Linked DNA regions of Mus musculus: regions 1 and 3 are each linked to region 2. The links are chromatin contacts, called in public promoter capture Hi-C maps. All regions are on one chromosome and are shown on one strand. The core of a region is the stretch at or near the end of the contact, and the rest is flanking DNA. Distances in the headings are between cores, read along the strand shown.

Region 1 (4,505 bases), core at 1,229-3,728, 1.2 Mb after region 2:
CCCTCAAGCCCATGCATGCCACAGGAGTTAACAATTGTCTCACCACCATCCATTCACACCCCCTGACTCAGTCCAGCTCAAGGCTGACTGGGACAAGGCGGTTGGATAAGGTTGGCCTCTGGCAACAGGGTGCCAGGCTGGGTCAAGGTTTTCAGGCCAGCCTGTCTCCTGGGCCTCTTCTTGCCTGGCTCTTGTTGTTCCCATTCCCTTCTGGCCAGCACCTCCCAGGAGGCCCAATGTCTCCCAGGGTCACACCTCCTAAAGAGTCTGCCGAGTCCAGAGTCCATTCATTGCTCTCTCTCTCCCGCCTCTATCCCTCGGCTTGCCTGCCTTCCTCTAGACTATCACCATTCTGAGAAGGGCCTTGGCCAATCCCTCCAGGATATAGATAGCCATGACATCATCAATCAGGATATAGCGCAATTAAAACCTTGGAGGGACAAAGCCTCGTGCTATGGTTGGCTCATTCCTGAGCTACTCCCTACTACCAGAAAAGGCCGGCCGGCCCCAACCTTATTTCCAAACAGTATTAACTTTTAGTCCCTACAAAGAAATGCACAGCGTTATGGCACCCCACTATTTGAAACCGTTGGAGGAGGTCTCAGGGTGGGTTCCAACACAAGGAAACAACAACCTGGTGCACTCTAATCAGGACACAACTTCAGTTTACATGTTAGAAAAATGGAAACAGACTGGAGAGATGGCTCAGTGGTTAAGAGCACTGCCTGCTCTTCCAGAGGTCCTGAGGTCAATTCCCAGCAACCACATGGTAACTCACAGCCATCTGTAATGGGATCTGATACGATACCCTCTTCTGGTGTGTCTGAAGACAATGACAGTATCATATACATAAATAAATCTTTGTGAAAAAGAAAAGAAAAATGGAAACAACCCATACGGTGGCAGAACCCTGACTGTCACACGTGGACACTTTAATACAAGAGCCCCTGACAAGGCTTTCTTGATTTTAGTTTTACACTGCAGATGAGGCTTATCCACAGGATTGGACCTCAGAGTCCAGCTTGGGCCTTTGCAAATGTCTCTAATCCTTGAGTTAACGTTTGAAGACTCATCCCATCCCGGATGTGAATGCAGGTAACGCCTGGAACAAAGAGCAGTCACATTTTACCACACTTTCAAGGCTCTGCCGTATACTACCCACCCTACACTTACTTTATCTTCTTTTAAGAACTCCCCCCCCCTCACCCCCCAGCAGTGACTCAGTACCAAGTCTGCCAACGTCTATGATATTCCGATTCTCATCATCAAAGAAGACCATCTGAGAGAAAGGAACTCCGGTCTTGTGGTGCAACCTGTGAAGAACAAGGCAGGGGTAACCACTTGTCAAGCTGACTTCTTTTGTAGTCCACTTGCTCCCACACCAGCTGTCTGCCTACCTCTCAAAGTGTGTGACTTTGCTGCCTGGGTAGATTTCCCGCTGAATAAAGTATTTGCCAAGGTCAAAGAGCTCCAGGAGTTGGTTGGCCCCTTGTATCTCACTTGTCCTTAAAAAAAAAAAAAAAAAAAAAAAGGCATTAAATACATGCATTAGGGGAGTGCCAGAGATGCAGGCAAAGTTAGGTATAAGGGGATAAAGGGACAACTTTGCCCTGTTATTCAGTTCCAGAGATTCCGACATAGCTAGCGCTGAACTAATCTTTAGTAATTTAGAAGTACAGAAAGCTAATGATAGAAAAGCAACGAAGGCCGGGCAGTGGATAGCGCATGTCTTTAACCCTAGTAGTTGGGAGGCAGAGGCATGTGGATCTCTGTGAGTTGGAGGCAAGCCTGGTCTACAGATCAAGTTCCAGGACAGCCTGGGCTACACAGAGAAACCTTGTCTCGAAAACAACAGCAACAAAAACAAACGAACAAACAGAAAAGAAAAAAAAAGAAAGAAAGAAAAGCAACGAAAATATTTTTACATTTGCACTTCCTAGTTTTCGGTACTCAGGGAGTTAAGTGCAATTTCTTTATGCATCTACTTGAGTCTGCAGCACAGTTACTTATCTCACCGAGAAGCAGCGGCGACAGGCACGCCAAGGCTCTGCAGTCTTCCCAAGACCTCGGGCACCTCCGGGTACAATTGGATGTTCTGGCCCCGCCTGTCTCGTACAGTTCCATCGCTGGAGAATATGACAGAACGCTCAGTTCCCGCAATGTCTTTTCTGGTCCCATACCTCTTATAGTCTCACCTGCTCTTGTGGAATGGGGGGTCTACGTGTGTATCTACCCAGAAAGGCCAGAGCGTGTAATCTGCAAGAGGAAGGAGGAAGAAGGTTCAAGCTGGAGGAGTGCAGACACTTAGCTACCGCGGGGAGCGGAAAAGGGAAGCGCCTTATAAAATCCCCCTGCCGTTCCTTACCCAGATCAAAAACCGCAAGCTTTGGCAGCCGCGTCATGATCCACCCGCAAATCCAAACTTGGCGCTGAGTGTGTCCCAATTCTATGGCGGCCAAGTAGGCGGCGGGCGAGCCACAGAGAACCGGCAAAGCCCGGGTGACTAGAGCGTCGCTCGGCCTCCTCCGACAGCGCAAGAGCGCCTTCGGAGGCTCTGCGGGGAGAATAGCTGCAACCGGCGACCACACCTCCCTCCAAGGCGCGGGCCACAAAGTATTCCTTACACCACCCAACTCACTTCTCACTAGAGAAGCCACAGCTTTCTTTGTGCACTTCTGTCTTGAAATTGAGACCTCATCTCATGAGTTTATTACTCTGCACTCATCTTGTCTTCATGTCAGAATCTTGACAGTATAAAAAACTAGTCTTCAGCAACAGTATAAGCAGAAAGAATGTAGTGTCTGCACCCCAAAGTGATTTAACCACAGCTACACAGGAGGCCTAGGCAGGGGGTTGAGATCAGCATGGGCAATGAATGAAAATCTAGTCTTATAAAGGGGTGGGTCCGTAAGGTTTTTGAGACTTTCTTCAAGCCACTGTGAAGGGCTAGGAGGGCTGCCCTGGGAAAGGATTTCTTTTGGTTTCTACCGTCCTCAGCAACAGTATTTTAACAGATGTGAGTTTGTACAAATGGATTTGTAGTGCTTGCCAATTTCTGAAACTATTCTTGCTGCAGACGCCCGCGCCCCCTCTCCCCGCCCCCCTTCTTCCTTTCTCAAGGTAGGATCTCACTATGAAGGCAAGGGTAACCTTTAATTCACTAGGTATGCAACTTAGGCTGCTCTGGAATTCTTGATTCTCATGCTTTAGCCTCCCAAGTGCTGGAATTACATTCGTGAACCACCACAGCTAGCTACCATGTCCGATTTCAAATTACCAAGGGAGTCATTTAACATGGAGTCAGGAAGTGTGACAACACTTGGCACTTGTGAGCTTAGAACTGACCGAAGCCCACATTGGAGTAGGCTTTCCTAGTCTAGTGATCCTTCTACGGGACGAGGACCAAACACTACCTGAGCTTGCTTCACAGGTGGAGTGCAAAAGCGGGCTAAACTGGTATTTAGAACTTTGAAGAAATAATTCCCCTGGGCTCAGTGTGCAGGGGACACAACCCATCCAGAATCATTTGGGATAATGGAATAAAATGTTTTTCAGTTGAAAAGCCAAGCCAGGTGGGTCATGCCTGTAATCCCACCTACTAGGTAGGCAAAGGAGAGAGGATTAAAAATTCAAGGGTGTGGTGGCCTTCTCCTTTAATTCCAATGCTCAGGAGGCAGAGGCAGACAGATCTCTGAGTTTAAGGCCAGCGTGGTATACATACTAAGTTCCAGGACAGCTAGAGCTATATAGACTCTGTCTCAAAAACAAAACAAACAAACAAAAACAAAACAAAAACAACAAAACAAGAGTTCAGGGCCAGCCTGGGATACCTATCAAACACCTGTTTTAAAATAAAGAATATTCCAAGCTGGACGTGGTGGCGCACGCCTTTAATCCCAGCACTCGGGAGGCAGAGGCAGGTGGGTTTCTGAGTTCGAGGCCAGCCTGGTCTACCGAGTGAGTTCCAGGACAGCCGAGGCTACACAGAGAAACCCTGTCTCGAAAAACCAAATTAAAAAAAAAAAAAAAAGAAAGAATATTCCAGGCTGATGGCACATGCCTTTAATCCCAGCAGACAAATCCATGTGAATTTGAGGCCAGTCTGTCTATATAGTCTGTCTACATAGTTCTAGGCCAGCTGGCACTACAAAGTCAGACACCTTCCACCCTATCCCACCCACACCTTCTCAAAACTAACCTAAGAGCAGCACCTTTCCTTCCACCGTTCTACTTCTACTGGTTATAGCCACTTGGATTTCAGTTATTTGTGTCAAGAAGAAAGAGTCCAGATGGCCAGGAAATATTTTATTGATAACCAAGGATACAGCCATAAGACAGGGAAGCACACATGACTGCAAACTAAAACCCAATAGCCAGCAGGGGCCATCTGGGCCAGGAACACTGCACCCTGGGGTCCTCACATTCTCCCACCAGTAGACACACAAGATTGGGCATCCAAGAGAGGGGGCAGTGGCTCTGGTGTCCCAGAGAGTGAGAGGATATGT
Region 2 (4,435 bases), core at 1,571-4,070:
CTAAGACCACTGGAAAAATACAGATATTTACATTACAATTCATAATGGTAGCAAAATTACAGGTAAAATATGAAGCAGCAATGAAAATTTTATGTTTGGAGGTCAGCGTAACATGACGAGCTGTGTTAAAGGGTTGCAGCATTAGGAAGGTTGAGAACCAATGGCCTAGAGAGATGAGAGATGTGCTACCATCTGTGCCTAACTAGTTTAAACTTAAAAAATAGGGCTAGGAAGTACCTCAGTAGTATCAGGCTTATTTTACATCCATGTCCTGGATTTGACCCCCAGCGCTTCAAAAAAAAAAATTATAAAAGATAAAATAGGACTGGTGAGATGGCTCACTGGGTAAAGGCACTTGCTACCAGGCCTGAGTTTAATACCCACAACCTAACCAGTGGAAGGAGAGAGGCGCTCCCAAGTTGTTCTCTGACCTCTCGCCACATGAGTGCAGCTGCATATGGGTGTCCACACACATATGCAGAAGATAAAGGGAAAAAAATCCAGACGTATCAAACCCCAGCACTCAGGAGGAAGAGACAAAAGGATCACCGTGAGTTCAAGGACAGCATGAGGAACAGAGTTCCAGAACTGCTAAGGTAAGAAGATTCAGTCACACACACACACACACACACACACACACTCACTCACATACTCGCACGTTGGGAGAGGGATGCTGGACAGGTACCTCAGAAGTTAAGAGTGGTTGCTGCTCTTCCAGAGGACCTCAGATCACACTCGGATCACAAGTGCCAATATCTCAAGGTCCATGGGATTTGATACCTTCTGGTCTCTGTAGGAACCTACATGACATACACACAAATCTGAAATAGAAGATTTCCCTGGGGGCTGGAGAGATGGCTCAGAGGTTAAGAGCACTGACTGCTCTCCCAGAGGTCCTGAGTTCAATTCCCAGCAACCACATGGTGTCTCACAACCATCTGTAATGAGATCTGATGCCCTCTTCTAGTGTACATGTATACATGAGGTAGAACGCTATACATAATAAAGAAATTTATATTTTTTAAAAATTTTCCAAAAGGTGCAGGGTAGCGGTGTTGGTGGTAGTACACATCCTTTAATCTTTGGAGGCAGAGGCAGGCAGATCTCTGAGTTTGAGGCCAGCCTGGTCTACAGTTCCAGGACAGCCATGGATCTGCAGAGAAATCTTGTCTAGGGGGAAAGGGAGGAGATGTTTCAAAAGGCTAAGGAGCAGCCGGGCGTGGTGCCTTTAATCCCAGCACTTGGGAGGCAGAGGCAGGCGGATTTCTGAGTTCGAGGCCAGCCTGGTCTACAAAGTGAATTCCAGGACAGCCAGGGCTACAGAGAAACCCTGTCTCGAAAAAAAAAAAAAAGGCTAAGGAGCACTTATAAAAACCTATGGTTACCAAGGTCACCGCTCCAAGTATACATCTATTACAGAATATACTTTGTATAGCAAACTTATGAATAAAATAAGAATCACATTGGTTTCAGTTGTCAAAGTGACTCCCGGGAAGAGGAACCTAAATTGAGGAGTCACCTCTGCCAGATTAGTCTATGGCCATGTCTGTGGGGCATTTTCTTGGTTGCTAGTTGGTATGGGGTCCTGGCCCACTGTAGGCAGTGCTACTCTGGGCAAGGGCCCTGAACTATATAAAGTCAGCCAAGTGATCCAGACTCGGCAGGATTTCTGGCCAAGCTCCTTTCTTGTGTTCCTGCCTTGGCTTCCCCTGATGGTGCTCTCTAGCCCGTTAGCCAAATAAACCCCTTCCTGCCAAGTTTGTTTCTAGGTTTTATCACAGCAATAGAGAAGCAAACCAGAACAATAGGCTATGAGTGGAAACTGAAGGGGCTGTAGAGTTAAGAGCGTGCGTTCTGTAGACCCCTTCAGATCCTGCTCAAGGGCTGATCACCAGGGAAGTGGTACTACAACATATTCTCAGAGTTACTTGTAGTTTCTTCCATGGGAGAAGTTCACGGAGAATGGCAAAATATATCACCAATTAAAAAAGGTTGCGTGTATTTATGAGAACACAAGCCACTTTGTTTAGAGACCGTGGGTTGTCTAGGCATTGGGAATCTAAAGGTGGCAATCATACAAAGTGACACTTTGCAAGAATGCTTTGGGGACAGGCCAACCACCAACCCTTCTAAACCTTAGTTATGAAAAGGAAGAGAGATACTTGGCAAAATAGGGTGAAGCAGAGAGGCACGGTGTGTGCAGAAGGAGGCTGCCGGGAATGGGGACCCAAGAGAAAAGGAAGCTGGGTAGACAAGGAACAGTCAAGGAGTTGCCGGTTCTGGCTTCCCATAGATTAACCCTGGCTGTGCTGGCCTAGCGGTGAAGGCGAAACGAAGCTGCACAAGGAGGCTTCCCTTCCTCAGAGCTCTCATCTGCCTGAGGACTTTTGTAGCTCCTGAAGAGGCCGAGTGAAGGACCTAGACAGTAGGGTGGCCATTCTCCAGCTTCACATCCCTTGATTCATTTCTGTCTTTCCATTTAGTCTTTAGTCGTCTGTCACACTCTTTAGCCACTGAGCACCCACCCTAAGCTGGACGATGGGGTGGGGGCTGGAAACAACAGACAAGGTTTATAGTCTTGGACACTGGAGCAGAAGTCCTCTGGCTCTCAGGGTCCCTGCCTCCTGCCACTCTCAACTCCTTTATCTGCAGCCCCCTGCCTCCACACCGCCCTCTGAAACCTTTTCTTCCGTCCCCCTGACTGCTCTGTTCTGCCCGTATGCCAAGCTGTGCCTATGCAGGGAGTATGCTCCCAGAGGGAAGTGACACAAAGAAAAAGGAGGGAGACAGAAGGAGGGAATCCCGCTTACATCACTGCTCATTAGCATATGTGACCTCATCAGGAGGCGGGACAATTTCCCCAGGTGTCTGGAGCGGGGAGGGGTGGGGAATATGATGGGGGGGGGCAGTATTTAAAGGGAAAAGCTGACAGTGCTGCTGAGTGAGGAACCGGTGCTCTGAGCCGCTGGGCTGCACTCGCACATGCACGCCGATGCACACGGACCTTGACACCGACATGGACATGGACACAGAAACCGTAGCACTTTGTTCTTCCAGCAGCCGCCAGGCCTCCCCACTGGGGACACCCACACCAGGTGAGGGCTAAGGGGAGTAGGATGTGGCTAAAGCTGTGGGTGGGGGAGCTGAAGCTTTGGTGGGAAGGTCTGGGCAGGATCCAACGAGAAGGGAAGAGCAAATGCGGCAAGGGAGACCCCTGCACTTTTGAGGTCCGGACGGCCAAGGGGAAGGGGGAAAGCTGCCAGGGTGCCCCTCCCCCAACGCTCCCAGGGCTTCGCCAGAGAAACTGGCACTTGGCCCCTAGGTTAACCTCAGCCCTGTTAGGCAGAGCCTGCCAGAAGGGAAGGGGGAAGAAAAGAAGCAGCCCACAAACCTAGGAATCCCCAGCTAAGGGGGCTTCCCTGGGGACCTGTTGTAAGGGCTTCTTCTAGCTCCATCGTTGGCTGCCTGCCAAATATTGATCCTGTGCTATTTATAGCCTCGCTCCATCCCCCTTTGTTGTGTCTGTTGTTGTTCCTCTAGTTACCCCAACCCCTGAATTGTCATCCTCCTCACACACACTCTCCACCGCTACCTCCCCACGAACACAACATTGTCTCCCACTCGCCAGGACAGGCAAGGATCCAGGAGGATTCTCTCTCACACACAAACACTCACGCATGCGATGCTCACCTACCTACGGGGACACAGGAAACAGTACGCTCCCCTTCTTTAGCCCTCCTCCCCCAGACCTAGAAATAAGGTCCCTGCGGAGTTTCTGATTCTGCCTACACCTGCCAGTCTGGGACTGGGGTGCAGGAAGAAATAGGAGGCAGGGCCCATTAGAGGGAAGATATAGCTTCCCAACTCACTAGGCCTAATGTAGGGGCGTGCCTATGACGGTGTAAGGTGTGAGTGGTGTGTAACCCTGTGCACAGGACCTCCCTCAGTGACACAAGTTTTGATCATGTTGTGGCTAGGATCAACATGGGAAACTATCATGCCAGCGCCTTGAAAGTTCATTGCTTTTGAGTTTCAGGGGAATTTTTAGTGCACAAGGCTAGACTAATGACTCTCAGCTCTTTTGGGGTCACGCTCTTTATCTGGGTGTAGCTGAAGAAGCAGCCTGAATTAACCGCTCATCCGATGTCTAGATATATCTCACCCATGGCTTCCTTCTCTCCCCCTCCCTAGAAGCAGATACTACACTTCTGAAACAGAAGCCAGAGAAACTGTTAGCAGAGTTGGACCTGAGCGGGCCTCCTCCTGCTCCTGGGGTCCCCAGACGAAGAGGAAGCATGCCCGTGCCCTACAAACACCAGCTGCGGCGGGCCCAAGCTGTAGATGAACTTGACTGGCCACCCCAGGCCTCCCCCTCTGGCTCCTCTGACTCCTTGGGCTCAGGGGAGGCAGCCCTTACCCAAAAAGATGGCGTCTT
Region 3 (4,556 bases), core at 1,476-3,975, 1.1 Mb after region 2:
TGACTTAGTGTAACTCGGGACAGCAGAAGCTGCTCAAATTCAAAGCACTTTACAAACTTAGCAAGCATTGAAAGGCCAACAACACATGTCGGAGTGACCTTTAGGCACGGGGGTGCTACCACCTCCCTCCTGACTCTTATATACATATTATTTTTTATTTTTTTATTTTTTGTTTTTTTTTTTCCGAGATAGGGTTTCTCTGTGTAGCTCTGGCTGTCCTGGAACTCACTCTGTAGACCAGGCTGGCCTCAAACTCAGAAATCTGCCTGCTTCTGCCTCCGAAGTGCTGGGACTAAAGGCGTGCGCCACCACTGCCCAACTACATATTATTAATTTATTGATACTTCTCCTCTTCTTAGCACTTACAGATCTTACTGAAACCTACTCATAGTGCAACTCTGCCATCAAAACAGGTGAAAGAGGCTGGGAAGGTGGCTCAGTCAATACAAGCAGGGGCACCTGCATTCTCATCCCCAGTACCAGCCTGGAAAGTCCAGCACTGCCCTTGTCACATGTCTGAAATGCCAGGGCTAAGAAGCAGGCCGAAGAATTCCTTGCTGGCTAGCCAGTAGGGCCAATCAGCTAGCTCCAAACTAAGTGAGAAGCCCTGTCTCAAAAAATAAGTTGGTAAAAGTTTTTTAAAGACATGAAAGTAGGAGGAGGCTTGGAGGGGGGGATGGGGGGGCAGCTGGAGTGGCTGTGGTCAAGAGGCACTGTATATATGTATGGAATTCTCAAATAAATAACTTGGAAATTTTTGAGGAAGACACCAGACATCCATTTCAAGCCTCTACATCAACTGATACACATGTTCACATGCACCAGAACACACCTGAACACACAAACACACTACACACACATGCATCCACACATATATAACGATAATAAGGAAAAAATTTTACAGGCCTCTTTTCTGGACCTAATCATAATGTTTTGTTCATGTTCCACCTTAGCTATCATCCATTTTGTTATTTAATCACATAATGAGCTTGGATTTTTCAAATTTGTATTTACTTCTTTGGGTGGGTGTGGGTGAGTAGGGAGGTATGCATGAGGAGTTCTGAGAACAATTTGTAGGAGTCCATTCTCTCTCAAGTCATAAGACTTAGTAGTAGCTGGGCATGGTGGCACACGCCTTTAATGCCGGCACTTGGGAGGCAGAGGCAGGTGGATTTCTGAGGTCGAGGCCAGCCTGGACTACAGAGTGAGTTCCAGGACAGCCAGGGATTTACAGAGAAACCCAGTCTCGAAAAACAAACAAACAAACAAAAACAAAAACCCCAGACTTCCTAGTAAGCACCATTACCTAGCAAACACCCTTACCTGCTGAAGCATCTCACTATCTCACTGGCCCAAACTTGGTTATTTTTTTTAAAAGATTTATTTATTATTATATCTAAGTACACTGTAGCTGTCTTCAGATGCACCAGAAGAGGGCGTCAGATCTCATTACAGATGGTTGTGAGCCTCCATGTGGTTGCTGGGATTTGAACTCAGGACCTTCAGCAGAGCAGTCGGTGCTCTTAACCACTGAGCCATCTCTCCAGCCCTCGGTTATTTTTATTTTATGAAGAACTGCAGCAACATTGGGTTTTTGTTGTTGTTTGGTGTGTATGTGTGTGTGTGTGTGTGTGTTCAATGTATACACTGAACCCAGTATATACAGAATGCCAAGCAAGCACTCTCCCATAGAGACATATTCCTAACCCACTAAAAAATTCATTTCAGTGGCTACCAGGTATTTTTATAACTGTACAAAACTGACCATAATTTATTTAACCAACCTCTTATTGTATATTTGGATTTCTTTTATTTCCAGTATCCCACTATTATCAGTGATTGTTAAGCAGAACATACATTTTTATGTAGGTCCAAGTTTGATTACAGATAGCAGTATCACTAGGTCACAGTTTAGGGCTATGAGGGCTGGCTAGGACTGGTTAAAAAGATAAAGCATCTCTCAGATTAGACATTCTGAAAGGGTGTACCAGTAGAAATAAGGCACTTCTAGGCACATTTGATTGGCAGACAAAATTTTCGAATGAAGTAAAAAGACAATCAGGTTGGGAAGTCTGTATTTGAAGTAATAAAAAAACGAAAAAACAGTCAGCTCTTAAGAACGAAATACTTTTAAGAGTAGACTTGAGCAGATCAAGGAGTGGAAGAAGTCTGAAATGTGGAAAAACAGCCACTGTGAAAATAACCTCAAGTAATCAGTTAAAAAATATCTACAGAACTTGTAAGAACTAGAAGAGTAATAAGGAAGGAAAAATACTAAAATTATTACAGACTTTCCAGGCCAAATAACCCAAATACCTAGGAATCCTGAAAGTTCCGTGTATGTTTGAAATACCTGTCCACATAATTAATGGAGACCAGCCAAAGAACAAAATGCTGGGCGCTTGTTTACAGTTAAGAATTTTAAGGCAGTGACAACCTGCGTGGATCGGGAGAAAATGTTGGGGTCTCCGGCCTAGAGACCAGGAAACCTGACACAGAACCTGTCACATGCTCGCCCCGGGAGCTGAGGTGTCCTCGCGATGGCCCACCTCTGGGCCAAGGCCGACATCGCCCGCCTCTCTGGCCTAGGAAACCATCCCAGACAAGGTAGGGTTGGCCTTGGACTCACCCTAGTTACTCATAAACCAACGGGAGGTGGCGAGCGACAGAAGCCTAGGGACGGTCGGCAAAGCCCAGACCCAAGGGGCGCGTGCGCACTAAGGCAACCGGAAAGGCTCCGGGGACGGCCGCGGCACTTAGGGAGCGTATGCAAAGACCAAGAAAGGAAGCCAGGGGTCGTCAGACAAGACCCCCGCTGGTAAGCGTGTACACAGCAGGGTGGAGAGGCCCAGGTCCCACCAGTGAGGACTGCTTTCGACAGGCCGCTAGCGCTACAGCCAGGGGAAAACGGTTGAACTGGGGTTGCTGGGAGCTGAGGGAATAGGAGCGATTGGGCACGCAGTAAAAAACAAACAAACAAACAAACCACTCGAGGCCAAGCGACCTTAAGGGACCACCTCGCAGACTTGATGTCTAGTTCCGCTACGTCTAATGCAGGTCGCAGCCAATTCCAGTCCGCTACGACTAAACGCCCCTCTTGGGTTGAGCAAGTTCCCCAGCCCACCTATCAATCACAGGTCTCAGCTATCCAATCAGAGGGCCGAGGGGGAGGGACTGCTTGGAGCGTCGAGTGACGTCAGCAGGCCTGGCCGCCAGAAGCGTGACGGACGAGGCTCGCGACTGAGGAGCTGTTAGCCGGCGCCGCAGCGATAGTCGCTGTAAACAGGGCCTCGCCCCTGCGGGTCCTGCGACAGCTCCTGGCTGGTGGGTGGTCTCGCGTGGGGCGGTAACCGCCAGACGCCGGGGGGAGGTGCTTCTCCATTTTCCCTCCCCCTGTTGTACACACCCCCGGCGCACCACGTGGGCGTGAAGCTAAACTGGAGGGGGTGTTAGGCTGACTTCTAACCTCATTGGCTGTTGATGCTGCCGGCCCGTGCAAGAAATTGCTCTGATTGGTCAGTAGAGGGAGGCGTGGGGGGGGTCTGAGTTCTAACGCCTCTGGTTGGTTGTGTGAGATAAGCTAGTGAAATGCGTTCTTCCGCAAGGGGTTTTGATTGGTCAGTCGGAGAGGTTATCTGGGATTCAGCCATCCCGGGCCGGGGACTTTGATAGGTGAGTTTGGTTAGGAAAATGGGAAATTCCTCTTCGTGGACTCTGATTAGTACGGTAGGGTTGCACCCTAGGTTTCATATGGCTTTCTTTGCTTCACAGGATTGAGAAAGGTTTATGTTCCCGATACCCTGGGAGCTGTCATAGCTAAAGAGAAGGAAATCTCAGTCTCCTGGAGGGGTCACCCCTCTAAAGATAGCTTCTGCCCCGTTTCTGGAAACCCTGGTATTTCTACAGCAGGCTTTGCTTTCACCAAACCCAAGTTGGAGACAGGAGCAGCCCCTGCGCAAGACATAAGGATGCTGTAACCAGAAGATGGGATCACGGAACAGCAGCAGCGCCGGATCCGGGTCCTTAGAACCCTCTGAGGGCTTGTCCCGAAGAGGGACTGGCCTGCGTCGTAGTGAGGAAGAGGAAGAAGAGGATGAAGATGTGGATCTGGCCCAGGTACTGGCCTATCTCCTCCGCAGGTAACTTACCCTCTGCTGTGACACTAAGTGTCACAATGTCTTGACCTCAACTTCAGGCAGGAAAAGTGCAGAGGATAGGGAATGGCATTGTCCCAGGACAATGGTTGTGTTTGAACAGAACGACCTTTCCCTGCTGGATGTCCATACACTCTGCGTGGCTCCCTACCCAAAATGGTTCTTACAACTCTCATAGTTGAGGAGCTCCTAAGGGAAGCCTTTTCAGCTGTGACAACACAAATGTCATCAGTTTTCCAAGAAAATAAAACGAGAGAAGGGAGAGGGATTATGGAGGAAAGGAGAGATGTGAAAAGAGTTGGGAAGGGGGTGCTAAGTCACTTGCCATGTGAGATGAAGCCATGTGGATTTACTTGAAAAACAAGTTTACATCGGCCTTACTAGCCCTGCTCTTAAGAAAAG

Evidence for each region. Promoter capture Hi-C pulls out the DNA fragments that hold promoters and counts their contacts.
Region 1: a contact with region 2 is called in a promoter capture Hi-C map of liver, with 3 times the contacts expected there. The contact joins the promoter of Mdp1 here to the promoter of Rem2 in region 2. A contact is called at or near these places in 1 of 39 promoter capture datasets (liver) and 1 of 9 other capture datasets (adipose tissue).
Region 3: a contact with region 2 is called in a promoter capture Hi-C map of liver, with 2.7 times the contacts expected there. The contact joins the promoter of Dcaf11 here to the promoter of Rem2 in region 2. A contact is called at or near these places in 2 of 39 promoter capture datasets (the C10 cell line and liver) and 2 of 115 datasets of contacts at active chromatin or transcription factors (microglia and pancreatic cancer cells).

What each region holds. Positions count from the first base shown.
Region 1 is chr14:55,657,973-55,662,477 of GRCm38.p6, forward strand. It overlaps Mdp1 (magnesium-dependent phosphatase 1), which reads right to left and starts at 2,479. Exons shown (of 6, transcript NM_023397.5): 1 at 2,366-2,479; 2 at 2,196-2,256; 3 at 2,016-2,126; 4 at 1,398-1,505; 5 at 1,228-1,313; 6 at 1-1,102. The coding sequence starts at 2,402. The coding sequence ends at 1,011. It overlaps Nedd8 (neural precursor cell expressed, developmentally down-regulated gene 8), which reads right to left. Exons shown (of 4, transcript NM_008683.4): 4 at 4,291-4,505.
Region 2 is chr14:54,473,280-54,477,714 of GRCm38.p6, forward strand. Rem2 (rad and gem related GTP binding protein 2) reads left to right here and starts at 2,821. Exons shown (of 5, transcript NM_080726.3): 1 at 2,821-3,095; 2 at 4,192-4,435. The coding sequence starts at 2,993.
Region 3 is chr14:55,557,304-55,561,859 of GRCm38.p6, forward strand. It overlaps Dcaf11 (DDB1 and CUL4 associated factor 11), which reads left to right and starts at 2,726. Exons shown (of 15, transcript NM_133734.3): 1 at 2,726-2,818; 2 at 3,907-4,139. The coding sequence starts at 3,985.